2 separate regions of the Mus musculus genome follow, and region 2 is linked to region 1. A link is a contact called in public Hi-C data. All regions are on one chromosome and are shown on one strand. Each heading gives the region's core, a stretch centred on a gene start, on an enhancer-like site or on the middle of the called end of the contact. The rest is flanking DNA. Distances are from core to core; before and after follow the strand shown. Region 1 has its middle 14 kb from the start of Gm42010. Region 2 has its middle 15 kb from the start of Gm30028.

Region 1 (7,773 bases), core at 3,470-5,969:
TATATGTATGTTGTGTATACATGTGTATGTATTCATATATATGTACATATGTGTGTGCACGCCCTCACTCATATGTGTCTACTGTATCTCTACCTCTGCCTGTCTGGATATACAATTCCCAGGAGTCTCTGCCTCTGCTCCATTCACTCTATGCCTTTGCTTCACCCCTCTATGCCTCTGCCCCACCCCCTCTATGCCTATGCTCCACCCCCTGGTACCTCACAGAGCACTTCTTTCCTCGTGTGTCTTCTATTAGGACTTTCTCTAAGCATTTTACAAGATGTGTGACTCAGCTTTCCACCCCTGTGACAACATAAAATAGAACTCAAGAAAATCAACTTGTGATTGGTGTGTGGTGTCAGAGGTGTCACTCGCTGTTTCTGGGCTGCAATGGGACAAAGTGTCAAGGTGAGAAGTGTGTGGTAGAGTGGGGCTGCTCAATTCTTGCTGTCCAGAAAGAAGAGAAGGGAGGATGGGAGAGGGTGGGGGAAGGCAGGGGAGTGTGGGGAAGGGTGGGATCCACCCTAAGTGACCTTCTTCCTCCAACTAGGCCTGTCTCCTAAAGTTTTCTCCCAAGATTCCACTGAGCTATGAATCTGTCAAGAGATTCACTCAATGGTGAAGTCAGACCCCTTATGGTACGGCTACCTCCCGGGTCTAACTAAACATTACTGTTCTGGGGGTCCCAGCCTTCAATGTGTAACTCTTTGGGGGAGGGTGTTTCAAACCCAAACCATAAAGAAGCTGAGCTTCATCTACTCGCACAATGGCTTTCCTGTGATCTAGAATCATTCCTACCACACATGTCTAAAAGCTTAGTAAGTTCTGACTAAGGGCTCACAGTAGGACAGTTAAGTTATACATCGACCTGATTTGGCTGAGTGATGCCCAGATACCTGGCAAAGCACCGTTTCTTAGCCTGGCTATGGGGCCGTTTCCAAAAGATATTAAAATTTCCCTGTTTTTAAATTTAGTTTTCACTGATAACATTAAATAAATGTATGTACTACATGTGACATTACACACAGACGTTCACTTAGCATCCACCTATGAGAGCAGACATGTCATTTTTTTCCCTTTCTGAGACTGGGGCGTCTCCCTTTCTCGTTTCTCTGCAAATCTCACAATTACCAAGGAAACCAGGGCTCTAGGAATACAATCACTTTTCCAGAGAGAGAAGAGCTTCTAAGTTCAGAAAGCAGAACTTGGACTCAAGTGTGCCTGAGCTTCCGAGGAAGCTACCCAGCCTTACCTTGAAGGTTCGAGCAGTATGCATAGGATAGATAGTCCAATTACCCAGGCTCCTATCAAAGATGCTCTGCTGCCTCAGTGGTAGGGCACATGAAGCCTCAGGCATCCCCACTGTTGGGATCTCGAGTGCATTGTTGATACAGGCATCACTATCACAAAGTAGCTGCAGAGAGTCCAGGGTGAATTACAGATGTCAAAACTGACACTTGGGTCCTTACACGGAATGGTGTCACATTTACCTGCAGTCTGCCCGGCATCCTCCCACAGACTCTCAGCCATTTTAGCTCACAATCTACACCTACCACAGAAGACAGACGCCACATGCCAAAGGAGGTCAAGATGGAGTTTGGTAGGAAAGGGCTCAGTGTCCACTCTGGGAACTGGGAAGGAGATCTTAAGAGGAGGTAGGGTGTGAGGATAAAACCCAGTTCATAGTGCAGTTGCCTGGCATAGACAAAGCTCTAGGTCTGATTCCCAAGATCCCATAAGCCAGACATGGTGGCACATACCTGCAGTTCCAGCATTCTGGAGGTGGAGACAGGAGGATCAGAAGATTAAGGTTACCCTCGAGGACATAGGGAGATTGAAGCCAACCTTGGGTCCATGAGACTCAAGTCTTAGAAAACTATTTTTAAGTTACATTATAATATAAATATAATGGAAATTATTGCTGTTCCATTAGGGAATAATAAGAAAAAATATCTATGCAGTCAATACAGTGGATTTTCCTCCGAATATCTTTCTTCAATATGGTCTCAGCTGTGTCCACCAACATAGAACTTTCATACACAGAAGCCTGTGTGCAGTGTCCCCGAGCATAAACTGCTGGAGAGAGATGTACTGTTGTGGTTTCACACCTAGCTTTTTATTTACCTGGGTAAGTTCCTTCCCGGAGAACTTAACACGGACCTGCCATCCCACACGGCTGCTGCTGCTTCGCGTTCACACCTCCACCCGCGTTCTCATTTCTTTAGTGTATCTTTCAATTTGAGAGATGAGAAATGGCGTCTCCCGGGTGGTTGGATTTGCAATTTTTACCACAAGCGAGGTTAAATCAATCATCTGTGGAGTGACTGCTCTTGAGTTGAGCAGAGAGAAGGTAATTCGGGAGCGAGGGGGACATGTGATGCTATTTATCAACATGAGGACCACGCAGCAGCAGAGGGCAGAAGCCCCCCCACCCCCGCCCTTTCAGGAGCAGCTTGAGCTACAGCAGAGCGCACACCAAGGTAGAGTTCAGCTGGAAAGACCTCAGTGCCTGTCCTCAAGCTGGAAGAGAGGTGTCAGGAGCAGGCAGGTGGGAACCCTGAGCAGTGAGAATCTCCCCTGTGCATCTCTCCCCTCACATGCTCTGCCTTACCTGCCTTCCCAGCTCCCAAAGCTCCGCCCCCTCTTGCCCCCTGACCTTTGTACTTTCCGTTTCCTCAGTCCTACCCCTACTCCTGCGGAGCCTCTTAACTTTTCAGGTCGCTTCTCTTCCCTCCGGAAGAGCCTCTCAGACACATTCGTGTTACCCTGTGACATCTGCTTTCCGAGGTAATTAATGAACTGTGTGTAATTATCCATATTCCCAGTCTATAGGCTCTGGATAGACCGCTGCCTCTGAGAGAGCCCAGTCTTACCCTTGGGCTCCCCCTGCCTTGGGTGCTGTCTGGGTGGTCGACTCGGTGTGTCTTGCTCGATAACCTGCATCAAGCTGGCGATGCCAGGTCTGCACATTGCATTTCTCTGCTGAGTTTCTTCATTGGTTCTGTCAATAGCTGGAAGAGAGCAACACCCCCGACCTCAAAGGACAGAACGCAAATGGAAAGGGGCAGGCTAGGGAGAAGAGCTTCCTGTGAGGCACCTCCCAACAGTGTCTTACAGCCAGCTTTCTCCACCTCTCCCAAGAAGAGGTTCAAGCCTCCAACTGCCGTTTACACTCCTTATCACCCATCTCCAAGGGCATCTCAGATGGATGTGATGCCTTCTTAGATCTGAGCCCTAATGCCACAGCCCCCTCTCCATAGCTTCTCTCTGCTGTTCTTTCCATATGTCCCCAAGGCAATGGGGGTTGGTTGGTCATTACCGGCATCCTTCTGTCACTAGGCCTCCAACAGCGCATGCTCAGTCATGCTGTTTCCTCTATCCACCCATAACCTACATCTTCCTAGATCCCTTCATCAAATCCTCTCTATTCAAATGCCTACTTTGGTTTCTGCCCTTCCTCGCTGAACCCCCGTTGGCTCAGCGACACTCGATGAAATTCCATTCAAGCCCTAGAATGTCCCATGGTCAAGAGCTTGTGCAAACAGCTGTTCCAGAACTGACAGTTGAGAATCTCCTGTGGGCCTGACATCATGGCGGGTCCTCGGGGTCCAGACAGGAAACAAACAGAATGAGCCAGGAGCATTCAGGTCTTCTCTCAGAGAACAGGAACTCCTTCTCCCTCCCCGATGCCCTTCCTAAAGCAAAAGCAAAGGTTCCTCCTGCCCTCTGCCCTCTGCCCTCTGCCCTCTGCCCTCTGCCCTCTGCCCTCTGCCCTCTGCCCTCTATGGTGATTTTCAGTGCGTTTGTTTGGGTCTCCGGAGCATGCAATCATCTCTTGCACACAACTGAGTTGACTAGAAGATTGCCTTTTGCTCCTCCCCTAGATGGCGCTATAGAGCATTGTGAACTGTGAAAAGCCAACCTCTGACCGGAAGGCTGTAACTACTCACAGCCGCCCTCAAGAGAGAACCTATTGGGCCCTCATTCTTTAAGTCTGGGAGGTGACACAGTATATACAGCATTTGAAGGTTGACTAAAGAGGAGACTCCATCTAGACAGCAACGGGGAAGTCATCATTCATTCTGGGGTGAAACTTTTTAGAGACATAGCCTCTTGGGGGCCATCTATGCCTTCACCCATGATTTTAGAAGCCAGGTGAGCTCATTCATTTGCCAAGCTGGACCCTGGCAATTGTTTTTAGATCTGCTCTCCATGATCTACCCAGAGAGAAAGTGGGAATTTGTTTATGTTTACCCAGAAAAAGGTTCACAGAAGGCAGCACCCACTCTCTAGTCTCTCCATCAGTCAAATGGTGTCTCTACAAATTGGCAGGCCTCCCTTGGGTGGTACCACCCCTCCCCCTGACTACTACAGGATCACCCATGAAGAAGGTACCCCAAGATGGGGGGTGGGGGGGGAAGCGGGTAAAGAACTCCCTAATTAGTTTTGGCATTATCAGCCTCCAGCAGAGAAACCTTTAATAGATGTAAAGGATGGCGTACTTCTGCGTGGGACCTTCAAATTATCCCAGACAGCCAGCAGAATTTGAGCCAATACGGGGTGTGACGAGGCAGGCTGGCAGGGGTGGGTGCAGAGAGAAGGCAGCCAGAAACCTAATTAGCCAGGGCTGCTCACACCAAGCGGCTCTGTTCCCGGCTGCCTCCTGACGCATGACATGTTGAAAAAGAAATCATTAGGGGGGCTCCTTGCACACAGCTCCTTGTTAGAAACGCATCCTCGACAGCCCTAATTGGAAGCGGAGAAGTGAGGAGGAGGCAGAGCACGGGAGGAAAGAAGGAGGAGGGTGGGCAGCAGTGGATTGTGGGTAATGCATACACAAAGCAGGCTATGTCCTCTCTCTTTCCATTGAGGGGTGTGTGTGTGTGTGTGTGTGTGTGTGTGTGTGTGCACATGGAGGCCTGAGGTTGATGTTGGGAATCTCCTTCAACTGTTTCTCCACCTTTGTGAAGCAAGGACTCTCAATCAAACCCAGAGCTCACAGATGTGGCTAGTCTGCCTAGCCAGTTTGTTTGGGAGAACCTTTATCTCCAACCTGAGGTGCCACTTGGTATTTTTGTAGGTACCAAGGATCAATTCCAGTTCTCAAGCTTGAACAGCAAGTGCTTTAACCACTGAGCCACCTTGCCAGCCTCCCAAAATGGGATGTTTTTGAAAGTTTTTTGTTTTGTTTTAATATATGAGTCTCTCTCTCTCTCTCTCTCTCTCTCTCTCTCTCTCTCTTTCGTGTGTGTGTGTGTGTGTGTGTGTGTGTGTGTGTGTGTGTGTGTGTGTGTATAGAGTCAGGTGTGCAGGTGCCCTGGGCTGCCACAAGAGGGTGCTAGATCTCTGGTGACTAGAGTTGTAGGTGGTTGTGAATGGCCATGTGGGTCGTTGGGAACCAAACTCAGGTACTCTGTCAGAACAGATAGTGTTCTTAACCACTGAGTCATCTCTCCAAGCCTCAAATAAGGCATAAGCTAAGGCTGACTCTATAGCTCCCACTTTTGTCCACTCCACCTATGGTAACCTGTAAAGGACCAGTTTCCAAGGCAGCCTGATGTAGGAAAACTGGCTATGAAACACAGGCAACATTTTCATAGTATGATTAAGATTTATAAACTGGTTCAAAAATACCGAAGCCTGAGCATGTTTTCTCCCCGCCCCCTTCCTTTATTCCTGTAGGAAGAAAAAAATCAATTACAATACATTCAAGTCATCTTTCTCAGAGCATTCTGTGCCTGTATATCCCAATATCTCATATTCAGCAGTAGAAGAGACATGGAGAGTTCAGGTTACAATCAACCTGTTCCATTTTCCCAGTCTAGTCATGCAGGGTGTTCTTTCACAGGGAATATTCACACCCCACCCTCTACCAATACAGGGAAAGCTGTTTTGAATTTTGATGCCCAAGTCAGCTGACTTCAAAGATAGAAAGACCTGATTCCTGCTCCCTCCCTGAGCATGTGGGCACTCTGAGACCAGCAACAAGACATTGACAAACCCTGAGCTCTGGTTCCCGCTTTGAGGATACAGACAACAGCCATCAGCATGTCAGCCTCTGGACTCAGGCTGCTACTGGGAAACAGAGACCCTCACGTCTACATTATTAGTGAGCCAGGACTGTCATAGAATCTGGGGGGGGGGTGCTAAAGGAGGTTGCCTAGTTAGTTTTATGTCAACTTGGTATAAACTGGGGTTATCTAGGAAGAAAGATCTTCAATTGAGAATCTACCTTCATTCAGTTGGCCCAAAGGCAAGACTGAGGTACGTTTTCTGGATGGATGATTGATGTGGGAAGGCCCTGCCAACTGCATATGTGTGCTGTCACCTCTGGGCAACTGGTCCTGAGTTGTATAAGAAAGCAGGCTGAGAAAGCCACTGGGGAGCAAGCCAGTAAGCAGCACCCCTCCATGGCCTCTGCATCAGCACCTGCCTCCAGGTTCCTGCATTGACCTCTTGTCCTGACTTCCTTCAATGGTATCCTTTCCTCCTCAAGTTGCTTTTGGCTGTGGTCTTTATCCCAGCCATAGAAAGCAAGCGAAGATAGGATGGTAGGGTCTTTCAGTAAGAGCCTAAAGCCACTACCCTTGATGTTTCACATCGAAGATGGGTACCAGACTTTTTTATTTGCCTCCCAAAGGTTTCCCCACTAGAGAACCCTCAAGAGCTAGGTGAGTGGGTGGTGAGCTCTCTAGATTGTATGCCTGGCCAACAGCTGCTCAGTCATGCTTGCAACAGAATTCCAGTTTAGTCTCTTAAGAGCTGAACATTTGTCCATGTGAATGTTTGGGTGTGCGCACGTACCTGGAAGCCAGCCTCAGACAGCAGTTCTCAGATATCCACCTTGGGGTTTTTGTGGGCGGGGGCACCTTGCTTTCAGGTATAGCATTTCCCATTGGTGTGGAGCTCACTCAGGAGGCTAGGCTGGCTTTCCAGCAAGCTCTGGGGATCTGCTCATTTCTGTGTCCCTATTGCTGAGATTATCAGGGTGAGCCACCACTCCCAGTTCTTTTGCTTGGGTATCTGCAGATCAAACTCAGCCCCATCTCCTTGGGTTTTACCAAATGAGCTGCCTCCACACTTCAACAACTCAATATTTGAAGGCAAATTGTACCCAACTCATCTCCAAGGGAAGAAAACCAACCATAAATAACACCTTTGCCCTTGTCAGCGACTGAAGTAAGATCGCCTGACATGGCTCTAACCATGATGGAAAATCTGATGGAAGCTCCTGGAAACGGATATCTTCATCTTCCAGAGTTGACACTGTCAAGACTGGTGTCTTGGTGCCTGGGGCTTCTTCAGCTGTCTCAGAAACAGAATGAAAAAGAGTAAGACCCAAAAGCCAGCCCCTGAGATGCTGGAAGACCCTGTAGTTTATTATAGAGCTGCCTTATCTAAAGACATCTTGATATAGAGGAAAATTATGCCCTGATCCACACTGGCTTTGTGAGAATTGTTCCTGTTTTTATCTGTGCCAGCACACTGTCCCATGTTGGATCTGGGATGAACAAAATCTTCTTGGTTTGGATGACAAATGGTGTAGTCTCCTTGCCTGGCAATAAACGGCCTTATTTTTAAAGCCATTTTGAGTTAAACTCACTCTCTGCATCCAAAATAGTCTAATTAAGCCAAGTTTAGAGAGGCGGGGAGGATATATCGGTATACATCTACACAAGTGTACAGGAGGGGCTGAAGTTCAGAGTGAAGGCTTTGTGGAATTTCCTATTCGTTACACCTTCTCCTCTTAGCTCTTTCAAAAACACTGTGACT
Region 2 (7,773 bases), core at 2,137-4,636, 140 kb after region 1:
CACACATAGACTGGTGATGCTCTCAGCCTTGGTCAGAGTGGACAGCAGTTAACAATATGTTTCTCCAGCCACAAAGAATACTTTATTTTTAAAAATTGTTTTCCCGCAGGCAAGATTATATAAACTTTTACTTCCACAGCTGAGGAAGTCATGTGGATCCCTAGGGCTCACTGGCCAGCCAGACTAACCAAATCCATGAGTTCCAGGTCAGTGAGAGGCCCTGGTATTAGTCATTTCTCTATTGCTATGAAAACATCATGACCAAGGCAACTTACAAAACAAAACATTTCATGATTGTAGACAGCCTAGAGCCCATATCTTCGGCAAGCAGAAGGCAAAGAGGTACACTAGGAATGTCATGAGTCTTTTGCAACCATTGATGGCACTTCCTGTAACAAGGCCACACCTCCTAGTCCTTCCCAAATAATTCTACCAACTAGAGACCAAATACTTAAACATATAAGCCTATGGGGAACATTCTCACTCAAGCCAACATACCATGTCTCAGAAAACAATGTGGAAAGCAGCTAAGGAATGACAGCTAAGGCTATCCTCTGGCCTCCATACACACAAACACACACAGGCATGCATATGCACACATACATGTTCAAGACACACAGAGAAGGGGGTTAGTTGGGAAAGGATGGAAACCAGAGAAAGTGGAAGAGGCACCAGAGGGTAATTAGGAGCTAATGTAATCAAAATCAAATGCATTATACCCAGGTAGGATGATGATGTAATGAAATTCGTTATTATGCATAATTAGCATATGCTAATGAGAACTTGGGGAACATCTTCTGGAAGCCTCTCTCACAAAGGCACTCCTGGTGAATGCTCATTTCACATAAAAACCTTGTAAGCAAAGGCAGGAACTTAAGCCTTACACAAGTTTTAAATTGGTGAGAAGTGAGACTCCCCGCTAACTGCCGTCCAGTTCCTGCCACAGAGACAGAAGTCATTGTGAGGGAATGCACAGTGCCTCAGAGGCTGTCTGTATTGGCTTTCCAACAGTCCAAGCCACAAAGAAATCAAAGTGTGATTGGGTCCACTTAAAGCCAACACAACTCAAACACCAAGTCAATACAGAAAGCAAAACTTTATTGTAATTAAGACACTCGAGATCAATCGAGGACACAGAAGAGACTCCAAAGCTGAACTGTGACCCCAAGCCAGAATGTTCCAGAGTTCTTATGCCTGAAAACCACAAATATCTGTGCCAAGTTACAGTTACATTTTTCAGGGATAGGTAGCTTTCCAGGGGATGTTTTCTTCTGCGGTACATGGCATCCATAATCAGGAAGTAGAGAGTGGAGAATCAGGCTGCTACTCTGCTCTAAATTTCTCTTCCTGGGGAATGGTGCCACCCAAAGTGGGCAGATCTTCCCATTCTCAATGGTTGGTTTACTCAATTGTCTTGGAGCAACTTACACAACATTCATGTCTGAACTTGCCAACCAGGATGAAAGTCATCCAGGGAGGTCTTGAGAACTGAAACTTCATTTGTTCCTCTATTCAAAATGGAAGTTTGAGTAAAAATGCCTTCAGTTTGGTTCCTTCTTACAATGGGAGAAGAAAATGGAAAGGGGCAGAGGAAGTTACTCTGCAGAGAGGTGTAACTTTAATTTTTTTTCAAATCCTATTCTTATGAAGGTTCTTAAACACTTTAATCTCCCTTGTAGCTCACCACCCACCAGAGGTAGTAGGAAAGGAAGTTTGGGGTGGGGGGGGGGGGGAAGTGGACCTGTTTAGAATGATTCTTTAGAGCAACTCCTGTCTGTGTTTTCTGGAAATCAGTAGTTCAGTTCACAGGTCAGCAGCTTGATCCACTCACAAACACCTCATGGATACACCAGCAGTCCAGTTCGGTAGAGTCAGGTCCGCAATAGCAGTGACATGGCCTAGCAGAGACAGCCAGGCCTCAGCCTAGGCTTGAGTCAGCAGGAGGGACCAGAAGGAACACCAGGAGAAGTGCTTGGCTGTGCCTCTCTCAGGGAAGCTAAGATCAGCGAAGCCATGAGACCTGTAAGCACTGCACAGCTAGTTGTACCAACAAGCCAAGCTCCGTCTCCATCACTCCATCAAGTTCTATGTATACCCTCCAGACATCACGTGTCCTCCATGTGCTTTGCCTCAACACAGATCTTGCCTCAGCGTGTGCTTCCAATCAGCCCCAGTCCATGGAGCCCCAACAAATGGAGTTCAACTACACAGTCTATGGAAGACCAAGACATGGGTGTTGTCAGGAAAGAATCCTTCATCACACGTCCTTTCACATGCTTGCATAAGCAGAACATCTTCTCTCCTTGTGTCTGCTTCAGTGAAACATTCCTTCATGAGTCTGCCTTAGCCTTTCAGCCGTATCCACCTCAGGAAAACACTCCTTCACATCACGTTTGCCCCAGGAAAATACCATCCAGTACAACTGACTCTCCAAAAAAAACCCTTAAGTTTCCACTTCAGAGAGCATCGTGGGAAGTATAGAGATCACCAAAAAAAAAAAAAAAAAAAAAAAAAAAAAAAAAAGGCTGCCTTACCATAATCCAATCCCATGATGCTCTGGGGTCTATGAGAGTTTGCTGTTAAACACAGCCACGTGACTTTATTTCTATTCAGGAATCAGAAGAGTCCTGAGGAAGAGACCCACTGAGCCCACCGAATACCCTCTCTCAAAGGCAGAATGAGTACGAGAAGGGCTGACTGGCTGCTCTCTCTCCTTCAGCCCTTGCCACTCAGGAACTCACATTCCATCTTCTCCTTGGAAGAAACTGAGCAGAACCACACACACACACACACACACACACACACAAGTCTGGATGGAACTCACAGGGCTTCGAAACTGAGGAATCTAAACAGAAGAACTATTCTAGACTTTGCATAGTGTTTGAAAGTTCTTTAGGTGGTGGTTATAAATAGCTACTGACCTGCTAAACTGACATCAATGCTTCGGTGCTTTGAAAGAGTGAAGAAGGGAGAGGCTATTTTAAGCGGCAGAAACTTTCATGACCACCTATCTCTTCTGTGCCTGTGATGATGCAACTTTGATCGTCTGCCTCTGTCAGCCTGGTTTGAGCCATCAGAAGCCCACTACTAAACACCCTGTTCCTATTACTTCTTCATTTGATATTTTAATTGAACGAGCACCGTCATTTCCCGGCCAACAGTCCCCATCTGCCGCTTCTCCATTTTTTTTCTTTTCCATGGGAGCGCCTGAGGCAACACCCCTTCCTGGAACCAGATCTGCTCTCCCTGGCTTCCTCTGAAAATCTACTCTGTTTCCTGAAGCTAAAGCCATCCGCCTGCTGGAAGCAAATCTGTCCTAGCGGTGTCCCTCTGGAGGCCACCATCTGGGTTCTGAGCTACCCTGATGGAGGGGGAGTTGGCAGTGCAGCGAGTCTGCCTCTGTGGGCTCCAAGCCAGCCTTTGCACACCGTGGCCTTTGGAAGGGGCCCCTTCGAGTTGAACAACTGCCAGTGCAGCATCCAGTCAAATAATGGCTTGGTTAAACAAATGGGCCCCATCTTGCAGATGGTAGAAGAAACCAGGACACCGTGAGGCAAACAGGGAGAGAACTAGAAAGATGGCTCAGAGGTTAGGAACACTTCCTGCTCTTGGGAAGGGACCATGGTTCAGCTCTCAACACCTACATCGTGTTCATACATGCAAGTAGGCAAAACAGTTATACACACCAAATTCAAGTAAATAGATTTTTTTAAAAAACAACTCAACTCTGTTTTTTGTTTTGTTTTGTTTTGTTTTGTTTTGAAGACAGGGTTTCTCTGTATAGCCTTGGCTGTCCTGGAACTCACTCTGTAGACCAGGCTGGCCTCGAACTCAGAAATCTGCCTGCCTCTGCCTCCCAAGTGTTGGGATTAAAGGCGTGCACCACCACTGCCGGGCAACAACTCAACTCTTGTAGGTTCCAAAAACAGAAGGATAGTTATGGCCTGAGTCATAGCCTTTCCCCAGATGTATAGGTTATGAATTCAGAATAGATACAGAGCAAACACGTTCGTACTCTGTGCCAGAGTCGACAGAGACAGAGATGGTACATCCCAGACCAGCCTCATCTTAAACTATTCTCTCTGTGTAACTTATTTCCATCCTGCTGCACAAAATGTCTGCCCAAGGTAATTTAAGGAAGGAAGGGCTTATTCGGACTCACTGTTCAGAGCCCGCCATGGTGGGGAGAGCATGATAGCAATGGCTTCCAGACAGCTGGTTACATGTATTTATGTACATGTGAGTGTGTATGTGTGCATGAATATATGTGTGGTATGTGTGTGAAAGAGAGTGTATGCATTGTGTGTAGTGTGTATGTATGGTGTGTGTGTGTGTGTGTGTGTGTGTGTGTGTGTGTATGTGTGTGTGAGAGAGAGAGAGAGAGAGAGAGAATATGTGTGGTGTATGTTTGTGTGTGGTGTGTATATGAGAGAATGTATGTGTTATATGTGTAGAGTGTATGTGTGCATGGGAGTATTTGTGTGGTATGTGTGTATTTGCATGTATGTGGGTATAAATGTGGTATGGTGTGTGTGTCTGTGTGTGTGGTGGGTATTTGCATACAAAGCTATACACATTCCACGGTGCATTTGTGAAGACCAGAGGACAACTCTTTATGTGTCAGTTCTTTCCTCCTATCTTACTTTGAGGCAGAGTCTCTCTTGACTCTGTCCCTATGGTACGTTCATGAGCTTCTAGCCAGTCCTTCTATCTCTTCTCCCATCTTGGCTGGGGTGACATATGCAAGCCACCAAGCTGAGTTCTAAGAATGGAAGTCTGGTCTTCAGTGTTTTTTGCTTGCTAAGCCATCTTTCCCAGCCCTCATGGTGCTAAATTAAAAGTTCCTAGACACACCAAGATGAGCAAAAAGAAGCGAGTCCAAAGTAGTTCATGGTGTTTTCTTTTACCCAAAATACCGCCATTTTGTTCTATCCTGTGAACGGGAGGCCTAGGAGAGCAGCGGATGCCTGACTGGCACCATTTATTACAGCAGGCATTGACAGATGTGTTCTTCTGCACAAAGCCAACTGGTAGACACCAGCTCTGCTCCAGGAATCATGCTCATCAGAGACACTCCAACATAACAGACAGGACCCCCCTCCATCCCTGGGCAAGGAATAAGACATATTTAAAACTCAGAACTTAATGTCACTCCTCTTTCAGGAGGAATGATGTTGGAAAAAACCCAAATATTAGTCAACTGATGGGTATACAGGTCAGATGGAATATTAGTCAGCTCTCAAAAAGAATAAAGTACTTATTTGTGATCAGTATGAATAGACTATGCTAAAAGAAATAATCCAGCAATGAAAGGCTATACATTTCCTCCGTTCTGTTCTCATAAAATGTCAAGAAGTGTCAAGCCCTGATACAGAAAGCAAATTTATGGAGTGTGAAGTAGGTGTAGTTGAGAATAAGTATGTGGTCTCTTTGGTTGACAAAATGTCCTAGACATAGATTTTCATGTTGGTCACACAACTCTGTGACTACGGAGTTGAAAAATTGAAGGACTGTGGTCTCCGAGAGACGATAGACCCTGTCCTCTCCAAGCTGCTTCTGATCAGGGTGTTTATCTCAGCAACAGAACGCTAGCTAAGACAGTCACCATGCCCACAGAAGCCATCTCTTGCCCTCAGAAGGTCCTGGGGGATGCACACAAGGGGTATCACCCACACTTGAGAAGACAGGAGGAAGAGGAAGTCTAGACAGACCTTAGAAATGGACTCAGAGCTGTCTGTGCCATCTAGCAAGGGCAAGCGGTTGAGTAGCTAGCTAACGGGCCACACTGCTCATTGCAAGTCAGAATTAGAAGACCTTCTGGGTTTTCATTCACACTGGGTCCAAAAGAAACCCCCTTTCTAATCCACTCTGCCTGTTGGAGACAAAGCGTCTTCCCTACAGACACAATGCATTCGCACAGAGCATTGGCAGGTGTTCTTTACTGAGCACCTCATCTGCAGCCAGTTTTGGACAGGATTCTGGGGAGTAGGGGGACCAAGGCTCTCGGAAAGGCAGCAGCATCTATAGGACAACACATTCGGCAGATGTCCACAGGGCTGCAGAATGGGCAAAGTGATGGAGCAGCTGCCACAAGCCTGGAATGAAACACATCATCCAACCCGAGAAGATGAGGAACAGGGGACCCCTAGGAAAGGAGAGCCCATGCAAGGAAGGGTAAAGCTGCTATGCCTGTCACCCAAGCACACAGGAGGCTAAGGCAGGAGGATCATGCGTGATGAGATGAGTCCAAACTATATAGTGAAACCCTACCTGGGGGTGGCAGGGAAGGTTCAAATACCCAACTACCTATTGGGCTATTTCCTAGGAGACAGGGAGAGCCAGCCTCAGCATCCGCATCTAGCACGAGAGATAATCATCTTGTGGTACTCAGCATAGTGGCTGGGTCACATAAAGCGCTCAATAAAGTCTCGGCAATAATTGCTACGGAAAGGTTTTAGAAGACTCATTATATGATAATACTACCAGCCATTCATACGACACCTGTTGTTCGAGAGACACTTACCTGTCGCCGTCAGGGCACTGGTAATGTTGTGCACACTGCACTCTTCTGAATATTTATCACAGCTTGAAAATGCACCCAAAGGGCAGTCCCCGCCTGCTGTCTCCCACCAGAATGAGAGCCCCGCAGAGGAGGAGCCTATAGCTAATAGTGACACGGGAGCTAAAGTTCAGTAGGGTCTGAGGAGGCAGCTCGGCTGAGAGAGTGCTTATCTGGCAAATGTGTGGACCTTAGTTGGATCCCAGAACCCATGAGGAAAAGAAACATGTGGGTGGAGACATGCTCCTATAATCCAGAACTGGGGACGTAGAGACAGCAGAGTCCCCATGCTCACTGGCCAGCTAGGCACACGTGCATGCATGCATGCATGTACACACACTATAAATCGTGATCTGGCCGAATGATGATCCCATGTATAGCAATCCACAGAAATAGGTTTTACAGCCCTAGATACTCCAAATGAAGGCTCTGAAGTATACAGAAAGGCCACCCAGCCTGTAGTGTAGCCCCCAAATGTTTTAGAAAGAAGGCCAGATTCAAAGGCCATATATGCTTGAAGGAAAATGGGCTCGAGAGGAGTTGTCAGGCTAGAAAGGTTTTCAGGAGGTTGGTGAAGGAAGTGGGTGGGTGAACAGGTGGGTGGGTGGATGAATGAACGTATGAACTGATGGATGGATGGAGAATAGATGGATGGATGGATGGATGGATGGATGGATGGATGGAGAACAGATGGATAGATGGAAGATGGATGGATAGAGAATGGATGGTTGGATAGATGATGGATGTTGGAGGGATTGATGGATGGATGGGTAGGTGAATTGTGGATGGAGGAGTGGGTGGATGGGTTGTAGATAAATGGATGGTGGATGAATGGAGGGAGAGGTGGATGGTGGATATACAGATGGTGGAGGGAGGGATGAATTATGTGAGTGGATAGGTCAGGGGCTAGATGTATGGTTGAGTGGATACACGGTAGATGGGTGAGTGGTAGATGGAGGGATGGAAGGGTGAATAAACAGATGGATAAACATTAAGGTAGGTGGGTAAATGAGTGGATTGTAGGTGGATGGATACATAGGTGGGGTGAGATAAATGGAAAGATGGATGGCCATACGTAGGATAGATATATAGGTAGGTGGGCAGTTGGATTGTGGGTGGGTAGATAGGTAGATACATAGGTAGATGGGTGAGTGGGTCACAGATGGGTGATGAGAAGACCCTCAGAGGCACCCAGTCCCCTCGTATGGAGTATT

What was found. Hi-C and Micro-C count contacts between places; a contact is called where the count stands out from the background.
Region 2: a Hi-C map of cerebral cortex shows a contact between it and region 1, with 2.2 times the contacts expected there. The contact joins two enhancer-like sites. A contact is called at or near these places in 19 of 484 Hi-C or Micro-C datasets (the AtT-20 cell line, brain, cardiomyocytes and 11 more) and 2 of 115 datasets of contacts at active chromatin or transcription factors (astrocytes and embryonic forebrain).

What each region holds. Positions count from the first base shown.
Region 1 is chr5:116,890,877-116,898,649 of GRCm38.p6, forward strand. No RefSeq gene overlaps it. Among named protein-coding and RNA genes, the nearest start is that of Gm42010, 14 kb to the left of the region's middle. Within about 2 kb of position 4,720, at least 37 of the 459 cell types and tissues checked have an H3K27ac peak or open chromatin away from gene starts, as enhancers often do. A contact at or near this core is called in cerebral cortex, cortical neurons and ventral hippocampal neurons, where this site is marked.
Region 2 is chr5:117,029,010-117,036,782 of GRCm38.p6, forward strand. No RefSeq gene overlaps it. Among named protein-coding and RNA genes, the nearest start is that of Gm30028, 15 kb to the left of the region's middle. Within about 2 kb of position 3,387, at least 13 of the 459 cell types and tissues checked have an H3K27ac peak or open chromatin away from gene starts, as enhancers often do. A contact at or near this core is called in cerebral cortex, cortical neurons and ventral hippocampal neurons, where this site is marked.